3 separate regions of the Mus musculus genome follow, and regions 1 and 3 are each linked to region 2. The links are chromatin contacts, called in public Hi-C maps. All regions are on one chromosome and are shown on one strand. The core of a region is the stretch at or near the end of the contact, and the rest is flanking DNA. Distances in the headings are between cores, read along the strand shown. Region 1 has its middle 40 kb from the start of Gadd45g. Region 2 has its middle 33 kb from the start of Gm33041. Region 3 has its middle 62 kb from the start of Gadd45g.

The links. A called contact is a pair of places that touch in the nucleus more often than the background predicts.
Region 1: a contact with region 2 is called in a Hi-C map of bone marrow-derived macrophages, with 28 read pairs. The contact joins two enhancer-like sites. A contact is called at or near these places in 4 of 484 Hi-C or Micro-C datasets (the HL-1 cell line, bone marrow-derived macrophages, nephron progenitors and 1 more) and 3 of 115 datasets of contacts at active chromatin or transcription factors (double positive thymocytes and embryonic stem cells).
Region 3: a contact with region 2 is called in a Hi-C map of bone marrow-derived macrophages, with 23 read pairs. The contact joins two enhancer-like sites. A contact is called at or near these places in 7 of 484 Hi-C or Micro-C datasets (the HL-1 cell line, bone marrow-derived macrophages, embryonic stem cells and 2 more), 7 of 115 datasets of contacts at active chromatin or transcription factors (differentiating embryonic stem cells, embryonic basal ganglia, embryonic forebrain and 2 more) and 1 of 9 other capture datasets (embryonic trunk).

The regions. Positions count from the first base shown.
Region 1 is chr13:51,884,924-51,887,623 of GRCm38.p6, reverse strand. No RefSeq gene overlaps it. Among named protein-coding and RNA genes, the nearest start is that of Gadd45g, 40 kb to the right of the region's middle. Within about 2 kb of position 1,348, at least 95 of the 459 cell types and tissues checked have an H3K27ac peak or open chromatin away from gene starts, as enhancers often do. A contact at or near this core is called in bone marrow-derived macrophages, where this site is marked.
Region 2 is chr13:52,188,396-52,191,095 of GRCm38.p6, reverse strand. No RefSeq gene overlaps it. Among named protein-coding and RNA genes, the nearest start is that of Gm33041, 33 kb to the left of the region's middle. Within about 2 kb of position 1,380, at least 64 of the 459 cell types and tissues checked have an H3K27ac peak or open chromatin away from gene starts, as enhancers often do. A contact at or near this core is called in bone marrow-derived macrophages, where this site is marked.
Region 3 is chr13:51,906,966-51,909,908 of GRCm38.p6, reverse strand. No RefSeq gene overlaps it. Among named protein-coding and RNA genes, the nearest start is that of Gadd45g, 62 kb to the right of the region's middle. Within about 2 kb of position 1,253, at least 19 of the 459 cell types and tissues checked have an H3K27ac peak or open chromatin away from gene starts, as enhancers often do. A contact at or near this core is called in bone marrow-derived macrophages, where this site is marked.

The sequences.
Region 1 (2,700 bases), core at 99-2,598, 300 kb after region 2:
CCCGAACCTAGAACAGTAAGACCTAATTCTCTATTCTTTATAAACTACCCTGGATATTCTGTTACAAATGGACTAAGAATAGCGGTGCTTTGCTGAGTCTAAAGGAAGTGGGCTCTTTTTCTCTGCATCCTCTTCCCGAATAACACCACTCACATCTCTTTCTTCTGTTCTATAAGAGCTACAGTCCAGACATCTGTACCCTACAGTCAGACGCCTCAGCCTGCCCAGTGGGCAGGATTTTAATAAAAGAAACTATCACTCATGTGAGCCACAGAGAGTTGTGTACCAACCAGAGGCTAATCTTTTCTGTGTCTTGAGCTTGTGCAAGTCAGAGAGGAAACAGAACCCCATCTCACAACTTGAAGACAGTCATAGCATTGAAGGTATCCCTGCCTAAGCTGAAGAGTCTTCTGCTCCTGTTTACCTTGGTTTTATGACTCCAGGTCTAGGAAGGGAAGGAGAGGAGGAAACCCGAGGCAATACAACCTCTTCACCACAGACACAACCACAGCCTCCACCATCCAAGGTCCGAGCAAAACAAGTCTCCCCCACCAGGCCGTGCTCCTCAGCCAAGCATTCTCATGTCTGGGAAAGGAATTCGTCTTTCGCAGAAGACATTAGCAAACACAGCCATAAACTTGGAATCCGCAGTCTGACATGTCAGAGGCTCAGAAGAAAGCTTTAACTCCTGAAAGCCGCTCTACCACGTCATCTCTTGAACATCCAGAGTTGAAATGTGGCCGGCGATGGCTGGGTGCCCATCCCATTATGTGCAGACTTAAGCATCTGTGGCATGGTGTTTTCTCAGTCAAACCTTTAAATCAAACTCAGTACACCGGATAGAAAGGCATCCAAGCTATCTCTTGGGGCTGAAAATAGATGCCCAGCACACTTTTGAATTCCATCTATAAAGGGTTTGGGGATAACTTCTCAAGAGCCTGCTAATCTGTTGATCACATCTGAACATTTGTAGCTGCTAACTCTCCTTAAGGCAATCTGAATGGGGATTCAGCAGACTGACCCGCGGCTAAGGCTAAAAATTAAGTACATGTGCAGTTTTGAGCTTCTCCATGTCTCAATTTTATTCGTGTATTTACCTACAAGTGCTGAGCTGATGTCGGAGTTTAATCTCAGCTCTTTCTTCTGTTATAAGAAAAACTTCACAACTTCCTGTTGGCCCGTGACCGTGTATTTATATCTCATGCATATACTCCCATAAAACCCGTAGCTGGAGATGTGTCTGTCACCAGCCAGACTCTGCAAAGACAAGAGAAACTAAGCAGTGTGCCTGTCCCCAAGGTGTCCATAAACATAAGAGCCGGAGGAACTCACTTCCTGTGGAAACAACACAGGCCTCAGTGACTCAGTGTGGCAACAGCTTCTCCCTCTCCTAGCTTGGGTAGGAGGGACCTACTCCACACAGCTGCTCAAAGCCTCTGGGGCTGGCAGACGTTTGGTTTGCTTTTGGTTTTTTTGTTTTGTTTATGAAACAATATTCCCAACTCATGATCCCACTGCCTCAGTTTCTTCCGTGCTGGGATTATAGGTGGGTGCCATAGCTGGCTTTCAATCTCTCTTCACTAGACCCACAGATATAGGGAGGAGAAAACATGAAAGGAGACAGAGAACCAGGGTTTGGGGACCGACTACTCCCACCCACAACCCATATGCAGAGCCACACCGACTGGCAGCCGCAAGGATGCCACTGTGCAGATAAGCCGAGGCCCACAAAGGAAAAGGCAAAGAAAGAACATGAAACTCAACACCATGTGTGAACACCCTCCCACTGGGTGTGAACACACCACTCACTCCACATAGGAACTCGGCACTCATGCCATGTGTGTGAGCGCACACTCCTACCACCTGTATACACACTCTCGCTATGAATGAACTCTCACCACATGTGAACTGGTCAAACACACACATACATCAAGTATGAACATGCGGCTCATGCCACATGTGTATTACACGTGAATGCACACACTCCCACCGCATAAGAACTTGAAAATTTGTACTGCATGTGAGCACACACTCACCACATATGAATACTTCCCACATGTGACCAAACGCTCCCACTGCTCCGGGGCACACACTCACAGTACACGAGCAAACACCAGTCCCAGGAGTCTAATGACCCTAGTGTGACCATGGAATGCCTTTGTCCTCTGTGCTTCTTCAGCTGACACTGAGCTCTTCACAGCAAAGCCTTCTTGCTCCTCAGATTCACACACAAATTTAGAGTGTACATTTTAAAAAAAAAGATTTATTTATTTTATGTATGTGAGTACACTGTCGCTGTCTTCAGACACACCAGAAGAAGGGCATCAGATCCCGTTACAGATGGTTGTGAGCCACCATGTGGTTGCTGGGAATTGAACTCAGGACCTCTGGAAGAGCAGTCAGTGCTCTTAACCACTGAGCCATCTCTCCAGTCCCTGCACATTTTTTTAATCTTTCACCAACACAGCACAAATAGCAGAGCAGGTAGATAAAGTAATTTCTCCATAGACAGTGTGAGGTGGGTGTGTGTTTCTGTGTGTGTATGTGTGTGTGTGTGTGTGTGTGTGTGTGTGTGTGTGGTATGTGTATGTGTGTATGGTGTATGTGTATATATGTGTGTGTGTGTGTATATGTACATATGTATATATGTGTGTAGTGTGTGTGCATATGTGTATGGTGTATGTGTGTATACATATGTGG
Region 2 (2,700 bases), core at 131-2,630:
CTGCCTGGCTCATTTCAACCTGCCGCTTGATGGCTCAGTTAAAACCATCACAGATGCATATGTGCGCAGGGGAGATCAAGGAGTAGTTTGAGACAGGACCGGATGCATCCCAGGCTAGTCCTGATCTCAAGATGTTGACGATAACCTTGAACTCCTGATCCTACCGCGCCCCCCCCCCCACTTCCTGAGTGCCGGGATGGGCAGTCACCCCCTTTGCCCAGTTTTCTATTGTTTATTTTAAAGGGATTTCAAAAGGTTTGGGGGTTTAGAGTCTAAGGGGAATACTGAAGTAGATTGCTATTTGAATAAGAGATGTATTAAAAGATTATTAATGCCATGGATGGTCAGACAGACAGCATCCTGGGCAGGGACTCAGAGGACAAAGCAAGTCTAAGTGGTGGGGAGAGAGTAACTTCTTATACCTTTTAAAGTCAGGGAAGGTTCTGTGCCACATGATTAATGGACAGTCCATAGTACTCTCTTACAGTCTGGCTGTCTCTACTTCCTGTGAGCCCGGAGCCTTCGTGCAGAATCAGCAGCTACAAGGGCGTGGAGAACAATAATCTAGAAAAACGAGTTAATGGAGGTACTTCACGTGTCGTGTGGCCCTGGCTGACATCTAAGACACAATGGAGTGAGTGGAGAGTCAGGTCTAAAACGTCTGACTCATGAGCCTCTAGGCTGTGTGACCTTGGCCAAGTCACTTTCCTTCTCAGAGGAGGGTCACCAGCAAGTAAGCACACAGCTCCCGTGCCAGGCTGACCCGGTGGAACAGGGAAGGAGGACATGTTTTGCTATCAGTCCTGGTTATAATGCTGTCTGACAGGATGAATTAACAATAGTGTTTTAAACAGACTACACCTAACTCCAACCCTCAACTGCTGACCTCGGAGACCAAGACAGATGAGTGACAGTATCTGTCCTGTTATGGATCAATAAAACCAAAACCAAATCTATGCAGGGCCAAGAGCTAGGCACCCTCCTCTCAGAGCATCTGACCTGGCGACATCAGCCAATCCCTTCCTTTTACAAGGGCAAGACCTTCAGGGGTCACACTTGACATTCCAAAGTGGAATAGCAGTCACTTATCTGTACCATGTCACTAGAGCTGTGTGGGTCAGAGCCTACACCCTGGCAGCTACAAGGCAGGCTCAACCACCCGACCTGTCGTACCAGTCAAAGAGAGTAGTAATAGTGAAAGGCAGAGAAGCGGGGCGGGGGGTTCATATGATCCTGTCAGGAAGAAGGAAGAAGTTACCCCCAGTCTATCGCCAGAGTCTCGACAGGAAGCTTAGGCTTAAATAGAATGCAAGAGGCATGCATAGCTAAGCAGTCAGGTCAGGGTGTGGTCCTGCCCAGGATCAGCCCATCCCTGACACAGCTCCAGTTAGTTCAGTCCTTCCTCAAAGTGTTCTGGCGAGAGATCAGAACTGTGGGACGTCTCTTCCTGGGAGGCAAGGCAAGTTCCTCCTCTAATCAACACCAAGCTTCAACCTTTTTTTTTTTTTTTTTTTTTTTTTTTTTTTTTTGCCTCAGCATGGGATTCCCAGGAAAAGTCCAGCGGTTGGAGCAAGCTTCAACCTGTTTCAATAGTCTGATAGTACAGGCATTTCTTCCTAGAGTACCCCCTGCCTGATGGAACAGTTACAATTGTGCACTGTTCAGACTGCGTGCGTGCATCCCTGAGGTCACCGAGACTGGAGCCTGAACAGCACCATCCCATTTAAAAATGCATTTTCCAAGCGAATCACCTTTCAAATGACTTGCTTTACAAACCTTGACTATGCCATTTCGGGAAGATCCAGGCCCAGGGTCTGGATGAGTAGCTGCTGAATAAGTTTCTTTGCAAATGCCTGTTTGCACGTGCACGGTGGACAGATGTTATCAATGGCTGATCTGGGTCAGTGGTGTCTTTTGTTCCTGGGATTTGGAGGCTTCTGGGAGGCTAGAACTCAGAACACGTAGGGCTGGAGGGCTCATGTTATAAATGATTCAGCTGAAAATAGATTAGTCTGTTTCTCGTTGCTATACCAAAAATTTGAGGCTTGCAACTATATAAGGAAAAAAAGGGCACTTACTTGGCTTTTGGTTCTGGTGCTCAAGTATGTGGCCCTGGTGTCTGCTTGGCTCTGGTGAGAGATTTCTGGCTCCACCTCAACATGATAAGGAAGATGGGACAAGAGGGAATGATCACATGACCAGACAGAAAGCCAGAGGGATGCAAAAGTCAGCTTCCTCTTCACAGTAATTTGTCCCCATGACAACTAATGAGTCTTGAGGGACATACAATTCTTTCAGAGGGAAGAGCCATCATGAATGTTACTCAACAGGGTTAGTAGTTGTGACATCATTAGTCATGGCTGCCCCTCTTAAAGGTCCCACAGTCTCAATTCCACCGCACTTGGCACCAGGTTCCCACCACATGAATCTTGGTGTAATCATTCAAACCACATGAAAGCTATGGTAATCATGACTGAGCAACCCGGCAATCTGGAAGGATCCAGGTTCTGTTTGCTGGCCTTCCCTGAGGTCTATGGTCAGAGTAAAGCTGATATTTGAGTGCTTAAAAGAGAAACAGAGACAAGAAAAGTCTTGGAGGGCTGTGTCACCTCAACAGGACATGACAACTGTGACAGGCAGGAGCAGAGCTGGCAGGATTGTCCCCATTGTCCAGGCAGTGTACAGCTGGCCTTATGTCAA
Region 3 (2,943 bases), core at 4-2,503, 280 kb after region 2:
CACTGAGATGGGCCACCTATAGACCCTCTGAATCCCCTTTGCCCACCCCTGAACAGGCAATCTTCCCTTAGGCTGCAGCATCAACCCCAGGCATGTCCAAATAGGATTAGGGTTGGGATTAAAGTTAGGACTGGTGGTGTGTAGATGGGTAGTTGGATGGAGGGGTGAATAGATGGGAAGGATGAGTGGATAGATGGTTGGGTGGGAGGGTGGATGGGTAGATGTGTGGATGTGGATGAATGGACAGACTGGATGGATAAATGGACAGATAGTATGTAGACATGGATGTTAGATGCTGGGGTCTCCTTGTCAAAACTCAATACACTGGGAAGTCCTCACACTTGTTGGAGGCTCTTCAGACATTGTTAGGTGGCCATGTTGATGAGAATAGATCCTTAGAGATCGCACACATGATCAGAAGGGGAGAGGGACTTGAACTTGGCCCATGTTCTGCTTCATGAGCAGCTGGACGGCTTCACCAGATGCCAGAACCACGTTCCTGACACCTCACCTCCAGAGCTTCAGGCAAGCAGACCTCTAGTCTTCACAGACATCCAGCTTTGGGTATTTTGTGATGGCATTGGGAAACAGACTTAAGATAGACATTAGCTATAGCGCATGAGTGAGCTTTGTGAATCACAGTCCAAGCGGATGTGAAGAGTGAGTGAGCACTCTCTGGCTTTGTCTGGATTCTAGGTCACTCGCAGGCTTTCCTGTGGGCTTGCTCACCTGACTTATCCCCAGGGCTGGACCAGGAAACCCTCCCCCCCCCCACCCCTATTCCCCAAGCCTCTGACCTCAGCATCCACCCATGACTCATCATTTCTACCTGATTCCAGAACTGGGACTTGAGCAGACAGCATGCAGAGGTAGGTGGGACTCTGCCTGTCACACACATAGGCCTGGCTTGGTATCTCCCTTCTACATCACTTAGCTTGAAATACAAGCACCTACTGTGGCAGACCAGCACAAGGCTCCAGCACATCAGCACAGACAAGAACGGACTCCTCCAGCCAAGTATCACAATCTCAAGCAAGTATGGAAGGAGTCAGTTTAAAACAAAATAAAAAATGACTCAGTGTAGTGAGGTGGGGGTCGGGAGGGTGGTTTGGCAGGGGAAGGAGAAGAAGAAACTTCCACCTGCTTTCACACCACAGGAAAGTAACTTTCCCCACCAATTCATTATTGCTCCATGCCTTTTCTCTCTCTACCCTTTTCTGTCTAGAAAAGCAACTTCCTCATCTTAGCCAATTGGAACACTGACACTCAGTCGAACTTGGTTTGCCCGATTCTAAGAAAACGCCTGCTAAGATCTACATATTACTAAGAAATCACTAAATACTAAGAGTTTTTGTTGTAGTTTTGTCTCCTGACAGCAACGACAGAACTCGAAGAGTTTGTTTGCTCCTGCAAGGCTGACTGTCTGTCCCTACAGGGAAAGTGGAAGAGGGACATTAGCCAGTTCACAGTCAGGCTGTGGAAGGCAGGGCAGAGAGACTGGAAAGCTTGAAGCTCACTATGAGCATGTGACAAGTGGGAGCCAGTGTCAGTTCCATGTCACAAGTGAAAGCATGGGACAAGTCAGGTGAGCGAGCCCACAGGAAAGCTTGCAAGTGACCTAGAGTCAGAGGAAAGCCAGAGAGTGCTCACTCACTCCTCACATCCGTTCCGACTGTGATTTGCAAAGCTCACCCATGCGCTACAGCCAATATCCATCTTAAATCTGTTTCCAATGCCAACACAAAATACCCAAAGCTGGATGTCTGTGAAGACTAGAGGTCTGCTTGCCTGAAGTTCTGGATGTGAGGTGTCAGGAGCATAGTTCTGGCATCTGGTGAAGTCTTCCAAATGCATCAGGTATTGCTCATGATGCAGAACTCGGGCCAAGTTCAAGTCCCTCTCCCCTGCTGATAAAGTCCTAGTTGATCCTGTGACCCCATCTGACCCTTGTCACTTCCCAAAGTCGCATCCCCAAGCACTGTGAATATATAAATATGGGATCATGGTTCCAACATGGGATCTTTTAAGGTACTTAACCAAACCACCTCAGCCCTCCTTGAGTGGAGAAAAGAAACATCAACTTTGTGACATACAGGTGAGAGACACATTTGTGACAGGGGTGAGAGTCAGGACTTCCCTGACCTCCTTTCCTTGACCTTTCTGGGCAGATGTCTAGTTAATCATCTTCAGGGTAAGGCTTCAAACACACCAGGTCCCTTTTCCCAGGGAAGCGCCAGCCAGCTCTGTAGGGTCTTCTCCTCTTTCTTCCTTTGTCTGTGTGTGTGTGCGCGTGTGTGTGTGTGTGTGTGTGTGTGTGTCCATGTACATAGGTGTATGTGTGTGTGGATGCTTATGCGCACATGCATATGGGCACATAGAGGTCAGAGGTCAATGTCAGTTCTCAGGCATCATCCATGGGGTCTTTTTATTTTAGTGTGTCCGTCTGTCTGTCTGTCTGTCTGTACATGCTATAGCATGGATGTGACAGAGAACAATGTGTGGGACTTGGTTCTCTCCTTCCACCAGATGGTCTTACAAGGTTTGATGGCAAGTGCCTTTACCCACTGAGCTGTCACACTAGCACCCACCTTGTGTGTTGAGACAGGGTAGCACCCCGACCCAGAAGCTCAAGGCTCTCCACGTTTTTCCATCCCCAGTACTAGAGTTGCAAACTCTACCTCAGCCAGCTTTTTAATTTTGATATGAGTTCTGGGGGTTGAATTCTGACCTTCCTCCTTGTTGCTGGCTGAGCCGTCTCCCAACCCCATGTCTCCTTGCCTCTGCAGTCCAGTGTTGAGCATCTTTATTCTGGTGCCCCTCAAGTACCCACAGGTCTTCTGACTTGTTGGGAATAAATCACCTTACAGTGGCCTCCTCCTCTCAGATGCACAGCCATTCCACTGTCTACAAATCCCATTGAGAAAGGCAGTAGTCCTTTAGGAA